Linked DNA regions of Sus scrofa: regions 1, 2, 3, 4 and 5 are each linked to region 6. A link is a contact called in public Hi-C, HiChIP or PLAC-seq and promoter capture Hi-C data. All regions are on one chromosome and are shown on one strand. Each heading gives the region's core, a stretch centred on a gene start, on an enhancer-like site or on the middle of the called end of the contact. The rest is flanking DNA. Distances are from core to core; before and after follow the strand shown.

Region 1 (4,337 bases), core at 492-2,991, 1.7 Mb after region 6:
TTGTGAAGAATTTGGCACAGCACAACAATTTGCATATAGGAAGCATGTAATGAACATTTAATGTTAAATTATTAGGTGGTTCTTAAAACTCGCATTCTCTGGCCTAAATTTTGGAGTTCTGCCGTAACATGTAGCAGACACACCCAAAGGAAGGTATGTATTTTGGTGAGAGTGGAGAAAGGCTCTGATAGCTACTCATGTGGTCTTTAACTTTGGAACTGATAAGAATTTTAAAAGCTGGCTAGTACAAGTCCTTAGTGTCCAGCTAAAAAACCTGGAGGTGAGTGACTGTTGCAAACACAGAAAGCTTGATGAAGAATCAGGACTAAAATACGGCTCATTGACCCTTCCTTTACATGGCACTTTATTGCAGGGAACAAGATATCTGGGGATTGGAGACAATGAAATCTGCAACAAACATCTGGGGGAAAAAAACGAAGAGAATCTCCCAAAGAGAGTGGGTCAGTGAAACAGAAAATTTCTTAAACCCTGTCCTTAACTGCACATGCTTTCCAACACAGTAACGCCAGATTTGCCCGCCTTCCCCAGATCCTCACCTGAGATTGCAAGCGCTCCTCAATACAGAAGTTTTATACATTCAAGTCAGGTCATTATTCTCACTAAAAACAAGGATTTTAAAAGAAATTCAAGAGAAATATTACCTTAATCCATGTGGTTGCAGATTTGAACGGAGGGGAATTTATTTTTGCTTTCACTTTCTATTCTGGTAAGACTTAGAACTTTGCATAAATGTAGCTAAGAAGCAGGTTTCAGAGTAAAGGCCACACCATGGCAAGGCCGGCTAGGACTCTAGCATCTCAGAGGCTGCTATCCCTGCTGCTTTATCTTTCCTATTCCCATATTCCCAGATGCAAAGCCCTCAGACCTAGGGGGTTTTTGTTGTTGTTGTTGTTTGTTTGTTTTTTTAAATGCTGAGTTATTTTAAGACATGATCTTGAATTCCCCCCTGTGCTGTGTCCATATTACCATGCAATCTGATCTCTGTCCATCTACTTGAAAAGGAAACTCCCAGCCAGCTTCTGTGGGCTTTACCAGAGGTCATTATCCCTGGCTTTTCTCTGTAACCTCTTACCTCCTGGGCATAAAGGGGCTGTTCTCCAGCTGCATATCTCCCCATCTTTTGGGGCCTCCTCCTCCTCCTTACCACCCTGGATACAGGCCTTCCACAAAGATAAAACCTCTGTTCTCTGCTCTTTTCCCACTTTACTCTTTTCCTTGGAGAACATGTTCAAGGGCAGAGATTTCGCCTTTATCCTCATCTGTCCTGCATTTATCTCCTGATCCCTCCTTTCCGGTTTCAGCTGCTCTGGTTCCAAAAGCCTGATGGACCGTCTTCACCTGAATGTTCTACTAACAACTCAAACAATGTCTTCCTCCCCCAGGTGGGTGCTTTTTGCTTTAAGTTCATCTGCTTCAAGCCCTCCTTCATTGTCTAGGATTGGACCCTATCACTCTTTTGATTCTGCTCCACTTGGGTTTGTTACCAAGTCCTGTTGAGTCTTCCTTTTTAATCTCATTTTACCCGACTTAAAAAAAAATTTTTTTCCCCACAGTCATTAAAGCAGCCCAGATCCTCCTTACTCCTTGCAACGGCCTTCAAACAAGTCTTGCTGCTTCTCAAGACGTGCCCTTGCAGGCCACTTGTATGATGCCTGCCAGCAGGTTAATGCTTTCACCACTGCTTGGTCACGCCACCTCGCTGCTCAAAACCTCCTCCCTATGGTTTCCTCTGTTTACGCACAGAGGCAGTTCCTGTGGGGAGACCATGTGCAGCCCACTGGCTGCCTATGGGCCCCATGACCTCTTTCAAAGCCTGTCTGGCGTTTTGTTTACATCCTGTTGCATTAAAGGGCCATGCACCCATGAGTGGTGTTCTCAAGTGAAATATAGTGAGCTTGGTTCCTGCTGTCTTTAGGCCTCCTTCCTATGCTGGTTTTCATGCCTTTTCCTGCTGGGTATTATTGCTAGTTGTAGTCTATGCTTTGGTTCAGTATTCAAATGCTGCCATGATTAGATCCCTGTTAGGTCTTGGACTATTTTTTTTCCCTTTTTATATTTTATCATTTTTTCTTTCTACATTTTATGATTTCAACCTGGATGAAAAACTTAAAGTAGAAGGGGGAAAAACAAGGAGGTAGCTTACTCCTAGAAAGTGGCACAGGCCTGGATGGGGTCCCTCAGAGTGGCATTTCCTATAGTTAAAGGGGTACCATGAGGTGGGGTTACAGATGCAAACAGGTAACTGGAGGAGAGGGGACACGAAAAAGAAGAGGCACATGGGCTAAAAAACCTGGAGGTTTTTGGAAATCTATTTCTGCAGTGGGGAAGGGAGGGGTGAAGAAGCTTTGGGGGGGGTAGCTCTGTGACAAGAAATACCTCGTCATTCCATGTCACAAGACCCATGTCTGTGTGTTCTCAGAACTCTCCCCTGCCCGTGAGAACAGAAGTGGTGACAGAGGATGAAGAAATGGGGCCATCAGGAAGTGGAGTAGGGTCTGGGTGACTGCAAAATTCACTGTTTAAAACTATGTCTTGGACTTCCCTTAGAGGTTAAGGATTCAGTGTTGTCACTGCTGTGGCTTGGTTCAATCCCTGGCCTGGGGAACTTCCTACATGCCACAGGGGCGGCTAAAAAACATTTCTTTTTCTTACTATAAGAGGTTTCTAATCTTTTTATTTCCTGATAAGAGAGCAAGCTTTGGGATGCTTGCTGCTTAGGGAATTCACATGTCCCTTCATCCTCGTCTTCTCTGTCTCTTGCTCAGAGACTCTCCTTCAATGCGCTCCTACCACCACCCAGTCTATCCCTGTAGTCTGCTTTTGTTTTCTCAGCATTTACTGGTTCCTGGTGGTTTGATACATTTTTTTTTTTTGGTCTTTTTTTTTAGGGCCACACTCACAGCATATGGAGGTTCCCAGGCTAGGGATCAAATCGGAGCTGTAGCTGTTGGCCTACGGCCACAGCAATGCCAGATCTGAGCCTCATCTGTGACCTACACCATAGCTCATGGCAAAGCTGGATCCTTAATCCACTGAGCAAGACCAGGGATCGAACCTGCATCCTCATGGATGCCAGTCAGATTCGTTTCTGCCGAGCCACAAAGGGAACTCCTCTATGTATTGATTTGTTTGTTTCATCTGTCTCCGCACTGGAACATGAGCTCCCTGAAAACAGGGTATTTGTCTGCTTTGTTCGCCTCTTTTTTTTTTTTTTGTCTTTTTAGGGCCACACCCATAGCATATGGAGGTTCGCAGAGTAGGGGTCGAATTGGAGCTGTAGCTGCTGGCCTACGCCACAGCCACAGCAATGCAGGATCTGAGCCACATCTGTGACCTACACCACAACTCACGGCAATGCCTGATCCTTAACCCACTAAGGCCAGGATTCAAACATGCAACCTCATGGATCCTGGTAGGTTTTGTTAATCGCTGAGCCACTCTGGGAACTCCTGTATTGTTCCCCTCTTAATGCCCAGAGCCTAGAGCAGAGCCTGGTCTAGAAAAGCCCCTCAAAAAATGTCTGCTGAATGGACGAACACATTTTTCAATACTTTTGTTTCTTTTCAGATTGCCCTATGCTTGCTCCATGCTTCAGGGAACTTTCCATTTCTGGATAAGCCCAGCCTTTCCTCACCTCTACTGTGGCTGCCACCTTGTATGTCATATGTCTCTCTGTGCCCCCTGTGTAAACTTACTGCAAGGCAGATGCCTCCTCCAGGAAGCCACCTTGGAAGCGACACATGCTTCCTGTCCAGTCCCTCATTACAGGCACTCATTTAGTCAGTTCTCTTGGCCCTCACCTTAGACTAACATGCCTGTGCTTCATATCCTTCTTTCAGTTATCAACTCCCGAAAGCTGGGGGCCCAACACTACACCTCTCCCTCTCTCCAGCCCCTCTCAGTGTGCTGTGCACACCTCAACAAACAGGTGACCATGACTGAGTTAGAGTGAATTCTCCACAGAGTTGAAACATTTGTTTTCGAAATGTTCACAGACTTTTACTAACGTTAATGGAAATCTTTCTCATATATATTACAAATATTTCCATCCCCTTAGGGTGCACTCAACAGATTTAAATCCTAATGACCCAAGTTTTTTTACAAAATGGACCTAGAATCAAGAGAATTGGATTTAAAGTCATCTTCTGAAAATAAGTACCTTCCTCATTTCCACATTGAGGCAATAGTACTTTCCTAATTATTACCTAGGATTACTATCTATCTCAGAATCAATTTGAGATAATATGCAGAAAACAGTTTACAACTTTAAAGTTACCTTACTAGCAATAATCTGTGATTATGCTAGGTTGTAATAA
Region 2 (4,763 bases), core at 1,858-4,357, 1.8 Mb after region 6:
TGTGTGTGTGTGTGTGTGTGTGTGTGTGTGTAGGGGTGGAAGGAGGTGCAGGAGTGGGTTTGAGAGGTATGGCAAGGACTGAATGGGTGGGATTATCCCACTATATCAGAGCAGCCCCACTTTTCTCTGTTTTCTACATCATGATTCTGGATACATCAAAAAGGAGAACAGTGATATGGTCAAAATGGCAGCAACTTTGGCAGCAAAAGAGAGGAAATGAGCCAAATGCTGACATTGCTCAACAAAAGCTAAGAGTACAGAATTGATGTAATTAATTAAGGCAGAACTGAATGCCACTTGATCAAAAAAACAAAAAACAAAAAACAAAAAAACAAACAAACTCATCATTAATAACCCAAAATACATGTGCAATGGCTAAAGCCTGAGGTGGACTCCCTCCTCCTCCTCCCAGCTCCCATCTGAGACTAAGGACACTTAGAAGTTTCTAACATGCACAAGCTCAACTGAGTCTCTTAAAGCATGTGGTGGACAATACTATTAGTGTTTACCAACCCCTGGTTGCATTTGCAGAAGACCATGTAGTTAGTTCTGGCCAATGAAATGTGAGTGGAAGTCATGTGTGATACGCAGTGCTGAGGTAGGAACAGGCTGATGTGTCATTCTCCAGCCTTCCTCTTTCTTGCCAGGGTGATCTGGAAGGCCAAAAGCTTCATTAAATGCGCCTACATGATGCTGAGCTTCTTGTGCAGGGCAGAGTACCCTGCCTGTCAGCCATGGCTCTGCACCATGAGTGAGAAACAAAGCTTTGTGTTCTTAAACTAGTGATGTCTTAGAGTTGCTCTGTTATAGCAGCATAACATAATATCCATTGGGAGGAAATCCAGAGGCTCCAGGAAGGTTTTGCAGGCTGGGGAATTCCTAGGGGCTGCCTGGAAAAGAGCAAAGCTAGAAGTGCCAAGTGAAATGGGGTTGAGGTGAAGAGGGGGAGGGAGTGAATAACAGCTAGCTGAGGAAGCCATGTGAGTCAGTGCAAAAAACATGCACTTTGGAGTCAAAGAGACCTATGGAGGGCTCAAATTAGGTTTCACTTTTTATTTTCTCTTTGACTTTGAGCATGCTTCCAGCCTCTCACTTTTCTCATTTATAAAGCCTGATACCTACATTTTATGTTCACTGAAAAGATAAAATTATACAAACATATATACACAAGTGCATACAGCTAGCATTTAGCAGAGTATCTAACAGTTGTAAGTAATTAATAAACTGAGAGGCCCTTCCTGTGCTCTTCCCTCCAACAGCATTTCTAAGCTTGGTAGTTGCTAAGTTTTGATCTGACAACCTCTACAACTGGGGCTCCTTCACATTTAAAGTCCTCACTCCGAGGAGTTCTGCATCCAATGTATCTCTGCTGGAACTTTGAAACTAGAAGGGAATGCTGCCAAATCCTCTTATTGCTTTATTTGTAGTGCACTTGGATTCTGAAGAGGGAGTCTTAGCCGGGTGTAACCAAGTCCAAAGTCTGCGTGAGGGTGGAGCTGTGAGAGAAAAGCCTGGTGTCAGCTTTCTCCTTGCTGACATTTCATTCCTGATCCCTCTGCCCAGGTGTCTGTAAAGACCTTCCTCTCCTCCTGCCTTCTCACATGTCACTCCTGGCAGCCTCCTGTCTGTTGGGGCGCCTTCAGTTCCTTCCATCCTGACTTTCAAGAAATATTTCAAAAGACACTAAATAGAAACTGAAGGGAAAACAGCATATCCTGTAATAAAAATATGAAAACAAAGAAATGCGTGCGTTTACTGAACAGAAATCTCTCATCTGAGCAAAGCAGGATCACTCACTGACACCCAGAGGCCTTGGAGGTTATAGCGAGCCACTGACAGCCCTGCTGCAGTTCAAACGTGCAAATTACCTGATCCCAAACTGGCTCCTTGTAGAAGTGTAGACATTTCCCTTGATCCCACTCTGATTGGGCCTGGGGACAGGGTATTAAGTTTATATTACAGAATATCTTTGACTGGAGAGAATATGCAGAACAAAATATATTTTTTCAAAAGGAGGCATAAGATGGAAGACAGAAAAGCTGAGAAATACTATTCTAGCAACTTGGAACCCCCCCCCCCCCCGTTTTCCAAGGCAGGGCGGCAGAGAAGGAAATGAAAGGAGAAAGCTTGAGTAGAGTGAGAATAAGTCGCAGAGGGGCCAGCATTTGGTGAGTATAAATATTTGTGTTTTCTTGGCTTGTTACTGCATTTACCTTCAAATGTTTCAAGATGGGCTTTTGGCGACCTTTCATCCAGGTTCAGTGTTCTAAGAGGAGCATAGAAACGGTGACCTGATTTGAAAAAGCAGGGAGAACGTTTTCATGTGGGGAGCAGCAAACTTCTGGGTCATGGTGGAGCAGTTCGGACCAGCTACATCCCGCTTCCACCTATTTCGCACTCTTAGCCAAATCCTTCTACAACCCAAAGGCCAGCCCACTGAGACCCAGGGGATTCAGTGTTTGGCAGAAACAAAGAGTCCTTCCGGATTCTGTTTCTCTGAGGCGGGCCACGAGCTCTCAGAGCTCTCAGCCCATTTGTAGAGGCGAGATGATGGACATCCCTTGAGTCCAACGAGCTTCGAGCTATTTCTGGGTGGGGGCATCCAGTCAGTGGATGGCCCTCTAAACGCATTAGCCCCCTCCTAACCCACAAACCTCGGCCGAACCGAAGGCTAATCTATGAAAAAGCAACAATAACCGTCCAGAGACGGAGAAAATGATCTGCGTTCCGAAAGGGGAGCCCCTCTCCGCCAGGTCCCTCCTGTATCATAACCCTGCTGTTTCCCACACGCAAACAGCACTGTTTTGTGAATTCGCCTCTGGGGAACAATGGTGTCCACTCAGCCCCATACCCGGGTTTTCCCTTCCCCAGCTCCCACCTCGGCTAGGGGCCTCCCTGCGCCTGCCCCGGCTCGGCCCAGCACCCCGCACGCCGCCTGCAGCTCCGGTTCTACTTTCACTTTCGGTCCCTGTGCCGGCAAGGGCAGGGCAGGCTGCAGAGGAGCAAGGGCCAGCCAGCGTGGTCCGGAGCCCCAGGTACAGGGAGCCCCTCCCCAGTGCGCTCCGCTGGGAGGGGGCTACAGGGCTGGGCAAGGGCATGACCTGGGCATCCTCTCTGAGGGGGGAGGCCCCGGGGGCCTGGAGCAAGGGGAGGAGGAGGACCAGGAGGCTGCGTCTCGTGTGGCCTGGGGATCTGGGGATCGAGTCCACAGGGAGGGTGGCGTCCACAGGTAAGGTGGCGGGGTTGGCGCCAGCCCAGTACCGCTGCTGTCCTTGTCCCTCTTTTCTACTGGGAGATGGCCAGGAGCGCAGGGCCGGTGGTGGTCTTGCTCCACTCAGTCCCATGGCCAGGCGGCTGGCAGAAGCCTCCCTCTGCACTCGCTGGAGCCTGGGTTCCTGCCGGCGCCCGGTCCACCTGACACCTGAGTAGGGCCAAGTGGAGGGACCGGTGGACGGACGGTGGGGTTAGGCCAAGGAGGGTACCATGTGGCTAGTAGTCAGAGACTGGAACGCGGCTTTGGTTACTTCCAGGCGCAGGAGTGTTGTGGGAACCTCTGTGAGTGTCCTCAAGATCGTTTCTCTCCTTGCTTCTCCTGTACTTCTTGCCAGCAGTTTTCTGTCCTCACTTTGGCTCTGGCGCCGCCAGGGTTTATTCAGAGTTAAAACACTCCTGTTTGAGCAAATTAAAATTTCCGCTTTGGGTGCCTTTCTCACCAGTTGGACCTGCAAGTTAATTTCATAAGAAGGAGGAAGTGCAGACACTTCCTCACCCTTTTCATGGAGTTGTTTGTTTGTTTGTTTGTTTGAGGCCACATTCAGAAAGAATGCTTTGTTTTCTATTAAATGCACAGAATATTTGCTCTCAACTCAGGATGCGGTCAATAATTTCAAAAAATACTTCTAAAAATTGGCCAGCATTGTCTCTTTTTCCAAGACGTTGTAACTGTACTGTAGCACATTTTCAGGTGGGTCTAAATAGAAAAAAATTCCACTGTGTTAAATATCGAATTAATTCAACATCTGTATCATTTACCAGCAGTGACATGCTGTTATTAGGGCTTGTTAATTTCATTGTTCAGAGCATGTTGGAAGAAGGTCCTGTTGATGATGAATTTCACATCCCATAGTGTCCCAATAAAGGGAAGGTGACATAGCCCAGGATGAGTTGCCCCTGACTTCTTGTGTGAATGGGAAAAGTCACACTCACCAAAGGCAGTAAGGTTCCTAAAGTGTCTTGAACTCTTCCTGGCTATGAGGTAAGTTAAGTACTCCGTTACTGCCACATTTTCATCCACATTGATTGTGAAGAAGCTTTTAGTAAGATCAGATGACAAAGGAAGGTACTTTTTGAAACTTTAAAAGAGTGCAGTCAAGTACAGGAAATTCTTTTAAAACTCTTCTCTCTCTGTTCTCAATCTGTGTATATTTAACTGCCTTCTTGATGCTTCCCCTTGGATATCTCTTAGACATCACACATTCAATATATTTAAAACTAAACCTTGATTCCCTCTCCTCTCTTTTAAACCCATTCCACCTCTGGCCTTCCCATTTCAATAAAGGGCACCTATGACCACCCAGATGTTCATTTTAGAAACCTGGCAGCCATCCTGATAGTCCTGTCCTTTCACTCGCCACTTCTAATCCACCGTAAATATGGATGTTGAATATCTCCATCTCTCTGTGTCCCCAGCCCCCTGCCCTGATTTCTGTTGACATCACTCCAATACAAACCACCATCGTACTTACTCTGTCTAGACTACTTTC
Region 3 (4,156 bases), core at 742-3,241, 1.6 Mb after region 6:
CTCAAATCTCCCTTATTTTTCTTAGTAACTGTACTAGACTACTCTTGGAGCCCTAGTAATTACAAATAGAACCTGAATGAGAAAGAAAATTCAGAATTAATGTTATCATCATTAAGCCTAATTAAATAGTACAGACAGGAAGATGGCAGTAGAATAAAGCATTCTGAATTATGGACAGGGAGAATATAATGAGTGGTTCCCAGGCCCATGAATGAAACACAGCAAACAGCAAAGTCTGGATAGGGTCTGATACAAAGTGCACGTCTCTGACTCATGGATGGCAACTGACCCACTCAAACAGGGGTTCACTTTGCCATCCATTAATGCGACAAACCATCTACCATTAAGTAATCAACCACCCGCAGGAAAGTGAAAGGTCAACTAGAAAGTGAATCTTCTAATATTGGTGTGAGTCCTCCCTTACTGGCTGTTTCACTACTTTCTGTCCCCAAAGGGATTCCAAATACTGAAAGCTGCAAAACTGTAAGACATCTCACTTCTACATTGTGACTCCCGCACTTCTGGTCCAAACAGAAGCCATCGTTTTAAGCAGGGTGGGATTTATTCCCTCCTTTCAGTAAAGGGCTGTGGCTGTTTGCAGGGCATCCTGCAGGCTCCTGCTTTGACTCTGGCCTCAAGTCACATTGTGATATCATTGTGACGGACCCTTGATATTTAATGAGTCTTCAACTGAAAAACTGGTTATCGGAAGCCAGGGAAAGGAAGCTTGAACGCTCTGCGTAGTGCCTCCGCATCAGACTGGAGGGTGGCAATGCGGGGAGGAACCTCCTGGGAACACAGCAGGGGTGATCAAGCCTTTCTGCAAGTTTCTCCTCCTTCCACTAAATTAACCTGCTAAGCCCCCACCCCCACCCCGTCCTATTAGGAAAAGTCACGCCGGCAACTCGCTGAAGGACAGGGGGATAGCTCCCGCCGCACCACCGAAGTTGTCTTTGGTAAGGGCCGCGGCTTAACTCTTCCTGCCCAAAAGCTGTGGCCAACACCCCCTTCTCCCGGGCAAACGCAGCTGCCAACTTTCCCGTTGCCCCCTGATCTGCGCAAAACAGCCTAAACTTTGCTGTTCGCCCACCTGGGCGCGCAGCAGAGCGTACGGTCGGGCCACACCGACGACGCCCCCACCCTGGGCAAGCGATGGCACTGACCTTCACACCACTCCCCAACTCCGCGACACCGGCCGCCTCCCGCCCCCTCCCCCGAGCCTCGAACTGCTTTCCCCGTCCCTCTCCACTGCCCCTAAGCCCTCACGGGAAACCCGCGGTCGGTGCGACTGCAGCTCGACCTCGCGTGTCACACTGCCCACGACCCTCTTGCCCCAGAGAGCGTCTGACCCCGGGTCCTCCGGCCGCCCACTCACCATTGGTGAAGGGCTCCATCTTCCCCCGGCCGCAGCTCCTTACAGCAGGAGCGTCCAAGCTTCCTACTCCGAACGCTGAAGCGGCCCTACCAACTGAGCATGCCCAGCGCAGCGCCGAGGTCTGTCGGGGAGGTGCCGCGAACAGCGGCGCCGCTCCGCTCGCTCGAAAATCCACAGCTCCGTGTTTTAGCGACAGCTGCAGAGAGCGAGGGAAACTAGAGGAAAAAGCACTGCACAGGCCCCAGCGGATTCCAGGGAGTGAAGAGGAGGGAGAGGGTTAGATCTGGGGGCGGGCCGGGGGGGGCGTGACCGGAACAAGCCCCGCCCCTGACAGAAAAGGCCAGCAACTCGGTCTGTTTCAGTGCCCAGAACAGCGGTCAGTCATTAAGCAAATGTGATAGCCTATAACGTCCCGGCCAGGCCCGGCCCGGCCTTAGGAGCCGGGAACCCAGCTCCGCGCTGGTAAAACACAGTCATTGCCTCCGTCGAGGAGACATTCCAGAGACAGATAATAAACAAACACAAGACACACGAGATTGATATAAATGCCCAGCTCAGCATTAAATCTAGGTGATGTGACGGAGATTGAGTGGGTCGCTAATTCGGATGCTTGTTGAGGAGAGGCCTGGAAGGTGCCACTGTAGCCAAGATCTGAAGGCAAAGCAGGATCTATGGACGAAGGTCGCTCCCGGACTGCGAAGCTTCGGTTTCCCTGGGGAGTGTGGCCCCGGGGAGCTCACTCTGCTAAGGCTTGAGGGAGCAGGCACTGTGGGTCGTCTTGGCAGGGCTGCTGGCTCACATCACAGAGGTCCCATGCTCTCGGTGGCCTGACTGAAGTGGGGGAAGACCCCCAAGGAGTCTGGGCGGCTAGCGGATCGGGGCGCGGCATCTACAGGCAGGCGGATCACAAAACCTGGCACTGGATCAGACCGGGGCCGCGGGAGCCGCAGGATGTGGGCTGAAGGCCTGCCCCGCCAGCCTTAAATCAACACCTGCGGCTCCCCGGGGTGCAGCCGCTGCTGCAGGTGGCCAGGCCAGCAGAGCTAGGCCGGAGAAAGCGAAACTCTCTTTGTCGCCCCCGCCCTCCAGCACTGGAGCCCTCAACTCCAGTCTCCAGCCCCCATAGTTTCCAGTGTCAAAGCCGGGCGACCCGGCGAACCATTGAAATGAAATAACCAGGGGCCTGGGGAGCCCGGGTGATGCTCTTCCAGGCCTCACTTCATCATCCCTTGCTCTCTGTGCGGATCGCCGCTATGCTGCGGAGTTCGGGGCGCGCTGCATCGCCTCCTGCCCCTCATCGCTCTTCTGTCCTCCCCAAACGCAGCCTTGGCCTCAGCAGCAACTTGGCTCCCGCTGTGCCTCACTGCGCCTGCCAACTGTCACACGCTTCTCTGAGGCTGTCAACAGCAGGGCGTCCGGTGCAAACAAGCCCGTGGCAAGCGCAAACAGCCTGGGCAAACAGGGCTGGCAGTACTGTTTGTTGTTTGACCTGCGTGGGAAATTGAAATTAGGTTTCAAAGAAGTAAAATCCAAGTAAAATATTGTATTTTGCAATATTGTATTCTTAAATGTCTGTTGAATTAAATCACCCACTTGCGCTTTAAAATCTCCAGTGGCTACCAATCACACTTAGGATAAAAGCGAAACTCTTTCCCTAACTCTAGGACTTTATCTCCTACACGTGCTTACTATGCTTTGTCCACAGAGGCTTTCTGGCTGTTCCTTAAAGTCGCCAATTTACATTAAACCATTCCAACTGCATGGTCCTCATGGAAGAACTGTTCCTTCTGCATGGTACTTCGACTGCTGGTTCCTTCTTGTATTTTAAGTCTCATCTCAAAGGGCTTCTCTGAGAAGAGCTCTTTCCTGGCCACACAATGGAAAATAGGTGCAAACATGGTCTATTCTATAAAGACTGGGTTCTGCTTTATTGTAGTCACAGCACTTAAGGCTCTCAACGTTTTGTTTGTTCTTACATTACTATGAATCTTCCTCTCAAGAATGCAAGGCAGGGTCATTACCTTTATAAAGGGCTGTATCCTAATCCCTAGATAGATACGCAATAAATAATTTGTGAATGGATGCAGTGGTATTTAGAGTTCTAGTTCACTTGCAATGTTTAAAACCGCCTTCCAGAGAACATTTCTATATTGAGTGGTGCCTTTGTGATCAGTGCAGAGAAGGTGTCTGTATCATATGATACCTCCAAGCTGTTCTTTTCCCATTGTGTTAAAGATAATCAGAGCCCTTAGGCTACCTCCTCAAACCTCCCACCCCCAACAGAACCAAAAATAGGAAGTGAACCACAGGGGTTGGTACATAAGTGGTCAGATATGATATAATATAGGCAATGCTGGATTTTGTCAAAAGGATCCCACACATTGCATTGCCTAGATAGGAGGCTCTTACCTATATTTTAGGTCATGTCTTTTCCCTTTGGAGTTATTTTCCTAGTCAAAGCACTTAGTATCAGAGATATTTAAAACTCCACAGCTTGTTAAATTCCCTCTTTTCACCTCACCTGTAAGCTAGTCTATCATGCTTTTAAGTGTGAAACAGGTTATTTGTGTTCGATCTTAAATACTTCAATTTTGCAGAGACTAGTAAAAATGTTTCACCATTGCACTAGCAAATACAGGAGGATCATTATGTCTTTTTAGATTTCTTTGACGTAGAGACAAATAACTATCCTCTCTTTGCCAACCTCTTGCCTCTCACCCCTCCCATTTCTACACAGTCACGCAAATATGCAAAGGACCATTTAAAGGCTTGTGGGTTTGT
Region 4 (4,097 bases), core at 453-2,952, 1.6 Mb before region 6:
TGATAGATATGCATTAATGCAGGCAGGATTTGCCTAGATATCAATAAACTCGAAAGGCTCCCGGTGGGCCACTTGTAGTGTCAATAAAGGTTCATAATTACTTGCTCCTTTGAGCATTTTAAACCCAACCTCCTATTTGCTCCACTGCGAATAGGAGGCTGGAGACCAGAGAGGTTCTTCACTTTCTAAATCTTAGGGGAAGAATGGCAAATATTGCCAGGCATCTTGGGTTTTTAAGGAGAGGATTTGGCTATTATCCTTGTTATTTTAAGCTGTCAAAGGACTAGAAACTCAGAATAACCACCTTTTTCTCCCTCCAGCAGAGAGTTGATAGGGAGCCTCACCCTTACATTACTGGCTCAGGGAGGTGTAAACCTCAGGGGTCCACAGCTGCAGACACTGCTCAACCTGAAGGAACAAGTGATGTAATTTAGAGAATCTCTGTGAGGAAGGGGGAGGCAGAGAACTTGGGACCTGCTCAAATTGATGGGGGAAACTCCTGGCTTCCAGGCATTATTTCTCCTGAGCGGTGCCTCCATCAGCTCAGAGGTAAAAGTCAAACCAGGACTGGTACAACCCAGTGCAGCAAGCACTCTGGGTGAGGAGAGTGAGGACCATAGACATGGAGAGGTATTCTGATCAAGACTCTAAGACTGGGAAAGTGTCCCTCCCATTAAATACAGTAGAGGTAAAAAATAAAAACCAACCAACTAAGCAAACAGAAACAGGAGAGGGAAGAAGAGAGTGAGAATCAGATTAAAGACACATTGAGACTTTGTAGAACAGCTTGCTCCTCCTTCTTTCCTTCTTTCTTCCCTCCCTCCTTCCTTCCTGAGTATAGGTGTACTTGGGTTTAAAAACATGGTCCTGCTTTTCTCAGAATCCTCTCTCTCTTCAGTGAAGTTTAAGTAGGGTTGGAGTTTCCTTGACTCCTGAGTGAGGAGTTTCCAAATGGCAATGAATGAGAGTCACATAAATATCCACAAAGTTCCTAATGACACCTCTGTTATCACTTGTTTCCTGCAAGATTCTGAGTCGGGTGGTCATCCACCACCCACACCGAGTGGGCGATCGACTAATCCGCTCATGTGTGTATTTGTACTTTCCAGATTAAGCTGTGCACGGAATATAAAACGTTCTCCAACTCCTCCCCCCTCCCTCCCCCATTCATTCTACTTGGGAGGGCGCGCATTTGCGTGTGTGCACGCGCCTGTTTGTGCGAGTGTGTGTATATTTAGCAAAGACGCGTGGAAGAAGCTACACCTCTTGCTACCCACTCCAAGCTCTATCTGAGCAGGACGCGTCTCTGATCTGTCACCAGCAGAGGTATCCTCTCCACGCTGGTGCGGACGGACTATCTCGGTGCTTCCTTGTGCACAGAGCTAACGCTTTGGTGTCCCGAGAGAGCGACCTGACTTCCTCCTACTGCTCTTCCCACGGTATGCGAGTCCTGATGCGTGCGAGTGTGTGTGTGTGTATACACACGACTGTGAGCTTGTGAGCTTCCTCTCCCAGCACAGTGCAGACAGCGCCAGCGACGTTACTCTCCTAGCAGCAGCCAGCAACGCAAGGCAGCAGCAGCCTCCGCCCCCTCAGTCCCGTGATTGGCTGGTTTTGCTCATCATTTCCCTGCTAGAAAAAGGGAAGGGCCAGTGACGCCCCCGAACCCAGCTGCAGAAGCGGCCGCCACCTCCCATGCACAAGGTGTCTCTTCGGAAAAGAAACCTGAGCCCCAGGGAGGCGGCGCGGAGCGACCGGGGCAGGGCTGGCGGGAACCGCGAGGGAGTGCGCTGGGCACTGCTCGAGGACCAGCGGGAGCTCGGCTGGGCTGCAGAGGACCCTCGAGACCTGCCCCTGAGATCCCGGCTCCACGCTCTCCTCGCGTTTTACAGATTCCCCTTCCCCGTGACTACATCTCCCCAAAACGGAGCCTTTATATGAAGAGAAGGTGAGGGAGCTGGGGCAACCAGGACTTTCCCGGGCACCCAAGATGCGCTCCATTAGGAAGAGGTGGACGATCTGCACGATAAGTCTGCTCCTGATCTTTTATAAGACAAAAGAAATAGCAAGAACTGAGGAGCACCAGGAGACGCAACTCATCGGGTAAATGCAAAGCTTCATTTTAGGATATGTCAAAAAGTCAAGCCATAAATGAAATGTGAATATAGACGATAGAGTGAGGGTTGGGGTATTATGTGCGTTGGGGTCAGCTTCTGAATGTTTAGTCTCATGAATTAAATAACAAAGGCTGTGGTTGAGGTGTGTATGCTCTCTACGTGGGTTCCCAGTATGAGTTCAACTTGCCCTGTGCGGCGATAGTGACGGTTGTATTGGTGCTGCCAGGGCTCATAAGCCCAAGTCATTGCAGAAGTGTCAACAAAGAACGGGTGTCCTTGCCCTTTTAATCCCAAGGCAAAACTCAATCGAGATGTCTTTATTCACCATCTGATTGTCCTTCCTTCTTTCCTGCCCCATCACGGTAGGGAGATAACTAGAAAAAGCTGGCTTCCTGAAAGGCTGAAGTTAATTAAAGCCCAGAAAGCAGGAAATGTGTCTCTGTTTCTTTACAATTCTTTGGCGTTGGGTAGATCTGTGTATCATAATTCGAATTAGAAACTCCGACACAAGCAACCATACTTCCTTATTTGCTCTCCGTGGGTAAAACGCATGGGCGTCATGGTTACAGTTTTGGAAACTGGGAACTGTAGCTTCACACAGACTATATTTCTGCTCTTTCTTTAGTTTGTCTAGATGAGTTCAGACTCTTCCTCCACCTCAGTAAGTTCTCTAAATATCACACTTCCTTCCTCCCTCCCTTTGGCCTCTGTATCTTTGAAGTTTACCCAGGAGGTGGCTGTAACTCTGTGTTGCTTACATAGCTTGGAAGCGTTTTCTGAGGATGTGAACCCGGTTGTCAACTCTGTACAAAGTCCTGTTTCGGAAATCCTCCCTCATCCCGAGGCGTCCGCTATCGCCATCAGAAACTGCACGCTGGCAAAGATGACATTTATGAAAACGGGGATAGAACCCTTGCCATTGTGTTCTGGGGCGTGGGGGTGGGCAGAGGACTGCCAAAACGTGTGTGCGCGTACACACACACACACACACACACACAAACTTCAGGCACTCCATTTCTTAATATTCCTGCTCCTCCCTGAGTAATGAGAATTTAGGTGAGCAAGACTCTTAGCTCATCCTTACAGAAGAAATTGTTATTTTATAGATTAAGTTAAGACAATCGAAAGGGACTGGAAGAGAATGAAGAAGGTAATACGGTATGGGCTGGTTGATTGGTATGCATCAACAAATCTCTAAATGGTCTATTTTCGAGGGAAAATGCCAAACTGTATGAGGTCGTTAACACAGGGAGTGGGTGGGTTGAGAATTCAGCTTAGCTCGATTGTCAGAAAAGAAGGACTCTGGGTGGGGGAGTGGGCATACCCGGTAGATCTGTGCTTCCCAGGCAGACAAAGGGGTCTTTAGGAAGGTGGTGATCCGGCGCGTGGGGGAGAGGCGGAGGTTGGGGCGCGGGGGTCGAGGTTCTTTGTTCCCTTCTGGGCTAGTGGGCTCCTAAGATAAGCGCGAGCCAGGACAAAGCGGCCAAGCCTCGCCAGGACTCTTAGGTTCCGGCCCTTGGCTGGCAACCCTGGAGAGCGAGAGTGGGCGGGACGAGAGAGGCGAGAGGAGGCGCCACATGCGGCCGAGCTTCCCTAAACCGCTGGCCGGGAGGAGGAACGCACCCCCAGTCCTCCGGGGGAATTAACAGACTGGGATGCTCCCCATTTCCTGGGTAACAATTCTTCTGTGGCCTTTCCTGGACGCCAGCCGGCCGGTGGGCGCTGCCCCGGGCGTGGAGGAAGGAGGCGGGGCGCGGCAGCGATCGGGCTAGCCCGGCTAGGTTCCTCGCACCCTTTTCGGGCTGAACCAGCTTTTCCTTCTCTGAGATTGCGCGCGGCGGACGCGAGAGTTCATCAAACAGAAAGAGAGGTGCGCGAGGGGCTACCCCCTGCTCCGGAGAGGTGGCCCACAGGGTGGAAGAATGAGTGAGGAGACGGGGGAAGCCTTTATTGCAGGAATCAGGGCCCTTTTCAAATAAT
Region 5 (4,780 bases), core at 1,964-4,463, 1.4 Mb after region 6:
TTCAGCCAATTAAGCCACCATTCCACTTTTTGAACACTCATTTTTAATATTCTCTGTTTGACCATTTCCTACTAAAAGTTTAATACCACAATTTATATAAAGTCACTTTCATGAGAACTCCTTGTAAGCAAATAATGTTTCTGTGTTAAAGAATAGCATATTAAGCCATGTTATAAGTGGAATGATAAGAATGTCTAATCAAGTTTGGAAGTTGGGCAGTAGCTTAGACTTAAAAAAGCTGTCCTAACATAGGGCCAGTTAAATACCCTATATTCTGAAGAATATTTTTAAATCTCAAATTCGTTATTTAAAGAAAAAAATAATAAAACTATATAAAATTTAAACAGTTAAAATTGTAGCATTTGAAAGAGTAACTTAGAATAATGTATCAAGTATTCTAATTTGTAATAAAAACAATTACACTATTTTACATTAACCAAAAGCCCTTATTTAACAAAAAAACCTCTATTAGGATAATGGGAGTATTTTTAACTTTTGCAAACAAACAAAAAAACACAACGACCACAAAAAGAGAACAAGACTAAAGCAAGTACATTCATTAACTCAAGTAAGGCAATGAAGTAGATAAAAAATCTGAAACAAGTTATTTTCTCTCTGAATCAAGGCACACATATCAAATAAATAAATAAAACCATAAAGATTCTTGAGTATTATCCCATGCAAGTCTAAGAGGCAGACAAAAAGAATCTTAAAACTTAAAAATACCTCAGAGACCATGCCAGTTATTTTGATAGAGTCTCTTAGCTCCAAACCCAGACTTCTACACTACATTTTCTGATGGTAAAAAATGATAAGAATGTTCAGGGAAGTTTGGAAGTTGGGCGGTAGCTTAAACTACTGATTCTCCCTTAGAGACTCTGGAGGGAGCTTAGTCCAGAATTGTAAAAGAATGAATTTCTATTGTTTTAAGCCATCAAGTTGGCAGTAATTTGTTAGCAGCCCTAGGAAAATAAAACAGGGATAATAAACAAAAGCGTTATGAGGTGCACAGAATTTTAAGAATGGTAGGTAGGATTTACATGTATACTGATTAAAAGAAAAAAAAGGGGGGGGGAGTGAGCTTTACAAATGAAGGAAAAAAATGGTGAGAGAGAAAATTAAGGCAGCTGTACAAGGAAAACACATAGTAGTTCAATTAGGTAAGAGTATAGATGCTACTTGCAAACAATGGTACAGATTGCTTAAGATCTTAAACGCCAGCTTAAGAAGGTTGAATACTAATATAAGAAGTTTGAACTTTAATTTCTAAACAGTCAAGATCCTCTGAAGCTTATAAAGACAAGGTAGGGGTGGGTGTGTGTTAGGAAACAGGATCTGGGAAGAAGAAATAATGATGTGATAAACCCTTTGCATACCTCTGTTATACTGTTATCCAACTTTTCATTCATATCCTTCCACCACAAGGCATAAAGATTGGGACTAAATTCCTTTAAGAACAAGAAAAAATTCTAATATATGTGTTTGATAAATGGTAAATGAGTGGAGAATACTGTGCATTTTTTAGTCATTATTAAGCATGTCATAATAGAGAATTCTAATTAGTACTTGAATCACTTTTACTCTTCAAGAGTCTGATTAAGAGGATTTTGTAGAAAATATACATTAATATTGAAAGTGTAAGATACTTGGGCTCAGTGTGATTAACCTCAGGGACTATGCCAGAACCACGATAGCAATTCCAGCCAAATCCAATGAATTAGTGGTGCTTGTCTGGAGCAGAGTTGACAAGGTAAGGTTTGCCAATAGATTAAGAAAAACTGCTAAATTGTTGGATTAGGAGTAAACACCCAAATGATCCTGTTTCCACTCCCATTCTTGCTCCAAAAGTGACTCACTTGATTTCCTTAAAAACTTTTCATTTCTCATGCCTTATGTGAATTACAGAAAGAAAAATTCCATTTCAATGAAGGGTTCTATTCATTGGTCATGGTTAATCAAAGGTTTACTGCATTCAGGTTAAAAAAGCAAAGGTTGTACTCAGAGGATAGAGGGTAGTTCTTTCTGTATTTTATGATTTAACAATATTAACTATTCTGACTGGAAGACTGAACAGATACAACTGCCTGTCTTAGAAGAATTCCAGTGCATGTTTTATGAAAGGGCTTGGACCCAACAACATACTCAGTAGGGCCTTGGAAAAGAAAAGTGCATGGGTCAGTGAAAAACAGGGGAAGGGGAAAGAAGGAACTCTGTAAACACTAATTTCCAAAGTTTAAGTAAAGTTTTGAGACTAGACCCTGAGAGACGCTAAATGGCAGTGATTGGAAATGCGGTCAAGCCTTAAGTGGCCCACAATCATCTTCGACCATATGCAGCACCCACACCTCTGGTGATAGGCAAACCAAAATAATTGTCTTTTAAAGGTTTAAAATATAGTTCGTGAAACGCGATATAAATGCAAATATTATTATACAAGTTTTGTTACCCTTGTTGTCGTAGGGAAAGTAGAGTACGCACTCTGTCGGGTGCAAGCTGTTTACTGTTCCGTTGCGCTTACATTTTTGTTGACGTAGGAACGAGTGCCAGGGCTGGTAAAACCCTTAAATGGGGACCTCAATAGCAAATCCGCGTAGGCCCGCTCCGAACCATCAAAATGCACACTTTTTCTGGAAAAGCGCGGGAGAAGCGCAGAGCACACAAGGGCCCCACCCAGCACTCCAGGACCCACCCCCAGCAAGCGCAGGCGCACTCGGTGTCTTAAGGACCAACTTGGACCACGTTCTGAGCTGATGTCGGAGCGTTCTCTAACCACGCGGGCCCCAGTCCTGGGCATGCGCAGTTAGACAAAGGTCTGCTCGTGTGGTTACTATTTTTATCTGACAGACCTGATTGTCAGGAGCCCAGCTCAGGTTCTTTTCCCCCCCTCTCTTAATGAAACTCATTTGACTAAAGCAGAAGTTGCTGTTAGGAGATAAAACCTGCTCCTCCCATTAAACCACTTCTCTGCTCTAAGCGGCGGATCGCGCACTTAAGGCAGTCGGTCCTGACAGATAAGGAAAACAAATGTCACTTAGTGGAGAGCACTTACAGTCGGAAGACTTAGTCCCATGACTAAACCACTTTACAAAAAAAATCCTCTAATTTTTTCCATACTATAAGCTTCATAAAGCCCAGAAGTAGTTCTATTGCTGCATGTCAGTGAGAATGGTACTTTTTAGTAACGAGGACCTGCTGCATAAGCAGCGCATGCGCGAGTCACCCGGCAGCTGTGTGGTGGCTGAGAAGCCTGAGTACCCGATTACTTTGCGTTCTCCGCTGGTTGTCCACAGGCTTCTGGCCTGGGTTTGGGGCCGTTATGGGGAAGGTGAATGTGGCCAAGTTGCGTTATATGAGCCGGGATGACTTCAGGGTCCTGACCGCGGTAAGAAGTTCGCCGTTTTCCTGTCTCCAACGTCCTTTTCCACCGCGTGTGCTCTTCCTCTTCTCCGAGTTTGCTGGGAGCTGTGCGCGCTTTAGGCCCTGGAAGGCGACGGAGGTTGGGAATGGGGAAAAGAAAACCACCGAGACGGAATTTTCAAAATCCTTCGCTCAGAATTTTTTCTCTTCCCCCAAGTAGAGCAGAGGCCCCTTTTTAAATTATTTCTTTCCTTTCTGCCCCACTTTTCCAGAGCCACACTCGAATCTCCGTGGCCTGGGCATCTCTGACCCAGGGCTTCTGACCAGCTGAGAAGGGTTTAAGGCTCTTGAAAAGAATTGACAGCACTGAGTTCTCTACTCACAGGCTCAGTCACATAGTGTTACCTCAGTTTCAATCAATTAACATACTCGTCGGGTTCTTAGTAATAGTTTTAGGGAATTCAACAAGGCAAGGGGAGCATATAATCAAGTAAACGAATAAACAGATAATATCAGATAACACGGGCTATAAGATGATAAAAAGGGTAAAGGAATAGAAACTCTGAGTGGTGGGGCCGGGACCAATGAATATTGTATTTAAATTGCTTAGTCAGAGAAAACTGTCTGAGTTCAAGAATCTTATTTTTTGACTGTTGTATCCAAAGTTTTAAGGCCTTTCTAAAAATTTCCCAGTTCTTGGTAGCTACAGAATAAATATTTGCTAAGTAAAGGAAAGGATGGGGGGTTAGGCCTGATAGCCGAATGAATGAAAAGGAGGCAGCCCAGGGAAGTCCTTGGAAAGAATTGAAGGCAGAGGAAACTCTAGTGGCAAGTTCAAAGATCCTGAGGCAAGAATGGTTTTTGAGAACGGAAAGGCCATAGTGAACAAGAAGCAGAATAGGTGGAAGTTAACCCGAAAAGATGAGAACTAGATCATGTGCTATAAATATATACCCATGCAGGCCTGGTAAAGAATTTGGACCATAGTCTTAAATGTAAGGGAGCCACTTATGTGTTTTGTTTGTTTTTGTTTTTAATGGCCCCAGGCCTATGGAAGCTCCCGGGCCAGGGGATTGAATCCAGCCACAGCTACTGCTACCCCACATCCTTTAATCTTTTGTGCCAGGCCAGGGAAAAAAACCCTCAGCTCCATAGCCACCCTAGCTGCTGCAGTCAGAATCTTAACCCACTGTGCCACCGAGGGAACTACAAGGGAATCACTGAAGTTTTAAGCAGGGAAGTAATACAAACTGACTTTATGGTCTTGGTCTTATAGTACAAAGATCAACACATAGATTAGGGATTTTCAGGGTAAATCACATTTATGTAGGAACTATTAGCTTTTGCTTAAGTAGGCCATTTTTAAGGATTAAACTATAAGGTGTAAATTCAGTATAAATTTGGAAGGCATTTTTTTCCCCCT
Region 6 (4,560 bases), core at 1,153-3,652:
CTATTATAACCCTCCCTCCCTTACCTCCACAGGATGTCTGATATGTAGTTCATACTGAATGAATGTCATTTTAATGTTAACAGGGACACAGACTTGGTGCTCAAGGAGCTCACAATATAGTATAGTAATAAATGCTTTAATACAATGACATGCTGCACTTAAAATAGAATACAAAATTTGATGTCCTAAAAGGGATGTAAGAGAGCTGCCAGACATGTCTCGCAGAGTGTTGGTATAACTGTTGTCAGCGTACTCAAGAACTCTTGATTTACTTACATCTAACAAAACCTGATTCATAAGACTGATGGACAATATTTATTTACAATGGGATAGGTACCTTCTCAATGACCTGAAAAAACGTATGGCTAATGTGTCAAGTGTCTGCTAGGAATGATGGAAAGCAATGCTGGAATGAGCCTGCGAACAGACTAAGTAATTAAAATATTATTTATGCAAATATATGTGGTATACTTAAACATTTGTATTTAAAGCAGGGGGTGATTTCATTAGATTTCAAGTCTGAAGGAAGCCTACAGGGTGAGCTGGAAAGATGTAGGGAAAATAGAACTTAAATAAAGAAGTGGGGATTAAGAAGAAAGGCTGAAAATAACATATATGAGGCATAATGTACAGTAAGTAAAGGATTTGGGGAGAGAAAGAAATGATACAGCATCAAGACACCAATATATTTTGAGGTTAGCTACTTTATCATTGTCTGCACATTCGATTTGTAAGCAGCATCTTTGTATCCACTTAAATGCCTATTAGATTTTATACACAGCTGCTTCTTAACATCAACTTTAAAGTCACATTTGAAATTTAACTGTGATTTAAGAATTTATCAGTAAAAATCTCCAAATATAGTGGCTCTCCAAATATCTCTCTCAAGGTGGATGAGCTGTTGGTGGTTATCAGAACAATCTATTAAGTTTTTTCAAATACCACTTAAAACCGTGAAATTGTGCATTTCAGAAACGGAGTGTCAGGCATGTGCAGTTAGGAAAAAGTTTCTAAGGTGCTAACTCCTGTCCCTGCTCAACACTGGGCACTGCAGTTCTCTCCTATAATTTTTATGATTAAGCAAACAGATAATGTACAGTAAATGTTCACTATAAGGTGACTTGGGATTTCATAGGTTCTGTTTGCAGAGGCTTTGTAAATTTATTTCTTTAGCATTTTTTTAGGGCCGCACCTATGGCATATGGAGGTTCCCAGGCTAGGGGTCTAATTGGAGCTGTTGCTGCTGGCCTACATCAGAGCCACAGCAATGCCAGATCTGAGCTGCATCTTCAACCTACACCACAGCTCATGGCAACACCAGATCCTTAACCCACTGAGCAAGGCAGGGATTGAACCGGCAACCACATGGTTCCTAGTTGGACTCATTTCCGCTGCGGCTTTGTAAATTTAAGTATCATACTTGGAGAGCTCGTTCACTCTTTGGTAAGAACCTGGAGAATCTAGGGTATTATTATTATTTTTTTTTTTTGCTTTTTTTTGGGGGGATGCACCCACGCATGTGGAAGTTCCCAGGCTAGGGGTGGAATCAAAGCTACAACTGCTGGCCTACGCTATGGCCACAGCAACTCAGGATCTGAGCCTCCTCCGCGACCTACACAACAGCTCGTAACACTGGATCCTTAACCCACTGAGCAAGGCCAGGGATCAAACCTGAATCCTCATGGATTCTAGCTGGATTCATCTCCACAGCACCACAAAGGGAACTCCCAAGAATCTAGGTTATTTTTAAAGCTGATGGTTTTAGCAGTTTTTGTATGTAAATCTTCTAGGAAACAAGAACATACTTATGGAATTAAAATCTTATCTTGGCATCCAAAACCATTAACAGAAAAACAAGAGCTGTCACTGTCATCTCAAAATTCTGGGTAAGTGATTTTTCAATCTATTCCCACCTAAAGATAATCATTGGTAACTAGTCCTACTAGAGCATATCAGAATTAAGAAACCTATCCTAGATTTTGTAAAAGTAATGTTCTTTCCAAAGAACATTAAATTTCCCAAATGGAAAATTAGATTGTAATAAAAACTTCATGATTGATATTAATTTTCAGGAATTTTTGCTAGTCATATGTTGAGATTACCTACTGTTTCTCTATTGTTTAGTACCAAAATGATAGAAACACAGAATTTACTTAACCAAAATGAAACTTAGAATTTAACTGTGCAGATAAAATATTTATCAACTGACTTTTAAAAAAAAAGTGAACTGGGAGATCTGGTCGTGGCTCAGCAGAAACCAATCTGCCTAGCATCCATGAAGTCGCGAGTTTGATATCTGGTCTTGCTCAGTGAGACTCGGCATTGCTGTGAGCTGTGGTGTAGGTTGCAGATGTGGCTCGGATCCCGAGTTGCTGTGGCTGTGGTGTAGGCCAGCAGATGCAGCTCCAATTTGACCCCTAACCTGGGAACTTCTATATGCTGCAGGTGCAGCATTAAAAAGCAAAAAAAAATTTAAAAGTGAACTGACAAGGTTGTTACAATTTTCCACTTACCCTAGTATTTCTCCATAGTCTCAAGTCATTCTAAAGTTCTGTGGAGTCATAAAGTATATTATAATCTTATCAGAAATATAAATCTCCAAGGCCCAACATTTTATTGCAAACTTTGCAAGATTTTTTTCTTTTTTTTTTTGCCAAGAAAAGGTCTCGATTGTATGCAGATATCACATCTAAATGACAACTCAGTAGTTTAAAAACACCTGACAGGTGCTTTCAGAAAACATAAAACAGATTAACCCCATACAGTAATCCTTTTTGGTACACAAAGATAAAATGTAGTAGAGTTATAATTGAAGACTTTATTACCTGAGTCACACTTCCGATTAAAAAATTGTCTGCCATGTTTTTTTGTGACTTTTATTTTTTTACTTACCACTCTAGTAATCCAAGAAAAAAAAAATCAGTCCAAGGAACAGGAAGTTCCTATTATTAAGAGATGTTATCATATTTTTAAAGCACAATATTAGAAGTTAGCACTTAAGTTCCTATTTACAGGGACTCCAGAGATGAGAGATTTCTATGATCTTATTATCCTTCACAACCCAACATTATGGTTATTTAAATAACTAGAAAAAAAGGGGGAGGGAGAAGCTGAGTACAGATTTTTGCAAACTATGGTGATGTTTCATTTTGTTTCACTGCTCCCTGACAACAAATATTTTCTCTCTTTTTTTTTTTTTTTTTTTTGAGTAAACTACCGTGTACCTGTTTCTTTCCCTACTCCCCAAGTGTGGTATACCCTTCCACATAACGAATACATATTTTGGGTTATGTTTGGAGATTTTTTTTTTCTTTTGAAGGCTTTGAACCAAAATGCCTAAACAGACAGTAGGCTAAAACATGAATATTTCTCATAGGTGAAAATAATTATTTGGGGAATGCTGATAAGCATTCGAACTCATCTGACTTGGAAGGTGGACCTTTACATCAGATCAAGTAACTGAAAAATGGGATTAGAAAGTTTCAAAAATTATTAACTGGGGACGACTCAAGACTGATCTGAGGACGAGAAAAATAATGAAGTGTAAAGGAATTTTTATTTTGAAAAAAGTTTTCAAAAGAGCGAAGCAGGACACCACCGTGAAAGATGTGTTTCCTTCCACAGATATAAAAAGGTTGTTAACTAAGACCCGCAGCTACAGTTATGAAAGAAACCGTCAACTATATTGCAGTACGTTAAACTGAGACAGTTATTAACGTCCTTCGTGTTGCACTTTTGTTGCGATTAGGCACGCACTCTCCACCCCGCCCTCCAGGCGGGAACCTAGAAAGGTTGTAAAAGTTTTTTTTTTTTTACTGAACCGGGCGTGCGCTATCCAGAAACGAATCAAAAAGCGTCACAGCGTGTCAACAACCCGGTCTGTATTTTCTCTCCGCCTCCTCAGGTATCCGGCTCTTACCGGACTTCAGGTCTCCGAGGGAGGCTTTGTCTAAAGTCGCCTAAGCGTAGGAAGCGGCGGGAGGTGACCACAGTTGCCAAACAGTTGGGTTCCCCGGCTGCCTGGTGTGACGCATCAGCCCCCCTCCCAGACAAGCGTTCAGACCCGGCGGGGGGCCCATAGGAGCCGCAGGCCAAGGCCAGGGCAACTAGACCCCACGCACGACCCCACCCTTGCGGCTTATCCAGCACAGCCCTTCCGCAGCTCCCCGAACCCCATTATAGTCTTCAAAATTTCCCCACCCCCGTTTCCCTAGTTCCTTCTCAGCCTCTCGGTCGCGACGTCCTTACGCAACCGTCCCGAGTGACAGGAGCGTCCATACCCGCATGGAGCGAGCTTGCAGCTCCCGCTTCCCGGACATTCAACTTGGGCCACTAAGGTAGGGAGCTGGAGCAAGGATCACCGACCCACCGCCGTAACCAGAGTCCGACAGCCTCTGCGCGGCCTGCGTGCGCGTTCCACCAGTGCCCCCACCACTCGCCACCCCACCAATCACTTTATTCCTACGCCCCACGACTCCAAAACGTAGCCCCACCCACCCACCGCGCGCCAGCTGGTGGAGTTCGGCGTGCGCGCGCCCGCTCGTCCGCCTCGCGTCCAGT

What was found. Promoter capture Hi-C pulls out the DNA fragments that hold promoters and counts their contacts. Hi-C and Micro-C count contacts between places; a contact is called where the count stands out from the background. HiChIP or PLAC-seq counts read pairs in DNA pulled down with a chosen protein or histone mark.
Region 1: an H3K27ac HiChIP or PLAC-seq map of alveolar macrophages shows a contact between it and region 6. The contact joins the promoter of ERAP2 here to the promoter of CHD1 in region 6. A contact is called at or near these places in 2 of 2 datasets of contacts at active chromatin or transcription factors (alveolar macrophages and skeletal muscle).
Region 2: an H3K27ac HiChIP or PLAC-seq map of alveolar macrophages shows a contact between it and region 6. The contact joins the promoter of ERAP1 here to the promoter of CHD1 in region 6. A contact is called at or near these places in 1 of 5 promoter capture datasets (liver) and 1 of 2 datasets of contacts at active chromatin or transcription factors (alveolar macrophages).
Region 3: a contact with region 6 is called in a Hi-C map of liver, with 8 times the contacts expected there. The contact joins the promoter of LNPEP here to the promoter of CHD1 in region 6. A contact is called at or near these places in 2 of 47 Hi-C or Micro-C datasets (heart right ventricle and liver) and 1 of 2 datasets of contacts at active chromatin or transcription factors (skeletal muscle).
Region 4: a contact with region 6 is called in an H3K27ac HiChIP or PLAC-seq map of alveolar macrophages. The contact joins the promoter of ST8SIA4 here to the promoter of CHD1 in region 6. A contact is called at or near these places in 1 of 5 promoter capture datasets (fetal skeletal muscle), 3 of 47 Hi-C or Micro-C datasets (liver and skeletal muscle) and 2 of 2 datasets of contacts at active chromatin or transcription factors (alveolar macrophages and skeletal muscle).
Region 5: a contact with region 6 is called in a promoter capture Hi-C map of liver, with 8 times the contacts expected there. The contact joins the promoter of RIOK2 here to the promoter of CHD1 in region 6. A contact is called at or near these places in 1 of 5 promoter capture datasets (liver) and 1 of 2 datasets of contacts at active chromatin or transcription factors (alveolar macrophages).

Annotation. Positions count from the first base shown.
Region 1 is chr2:103,507,829-103,512,165 of Sscrofa11.1, reverse strand. It overlaps ERAP2 (endoplasmic reticulum aminopeptidase 2), which reads right to left and starts at 1,741. Exons shown (of 17, transcript XM_021085395.1): 1 at 663-1,741. LOC110259692 (a long non-coding RNA gene) reads left to right here. Exons shown (of 3, transcript XR_002342061.1): 1 at 1-461.
Region 2 is chr2:103,413,410-103,418,172 of Sscrofa11.1, reverse strand. ERAP1 (endoplasmic reticulum aminopeptidase 1) reads left to right here and starts at 3,107. Exons shown (of 21, transcript XM_021085396.1): 1 at 3,107-3,229.
Region 3 is chr2:103,566,201-103,570,356 of Sscrofa11.1, reverse strand. It overlaps LNPEP (leucyl and cystinyl aminopeptidase), which reads right to left and starts at 1,991. Exons shown (of 18, transcript NM_001105291.1): 1 at 1,376-1,991. The coding sequence starts at 1,394.
Region 4 is chr2:106,843,411-106,847,507 of Sscrofa11.1, reverse strand. ST8SIA4 (ST8 alpha-N-acetyl-neuraminide alpha-2,8-sialyltransferase 4) reads left to right here and starts at 1,702. Exons shown (of 13, transcript NM_001037322.1): 1 at 1,702-2,103. The coding sequence starts at 1,991.
Region 5 is chr2:103,821,999-103,826,778 of Sscrofa11.1, reverse strand. It overlaps RIOK2 (serine/threonine-protein kinase RIO2), which reads left to right and starts at 3,213. Exons shown (of 16, transcript XM_021085153.1): 1 at 3,213-3,382. The coding sequence starts at 3,317. LOC106509506 (a long non-coding RNA gene) reads right to left here and starts at 2,964. Exons shown (of 7, transcript XR_002342063.1): 1 at 2,447-2,964.
Region 6 is chr2:105,203,145-105,207,704 of Sscrofa11.1, reverse strand. It overlaps CHD1 (chromodomain-helicase-DNA-binding protein 1), which reads left to right and starts at 2,402. Exons shown (of 36, transcript XM_021085399.1): 1 at 2,402-4,560.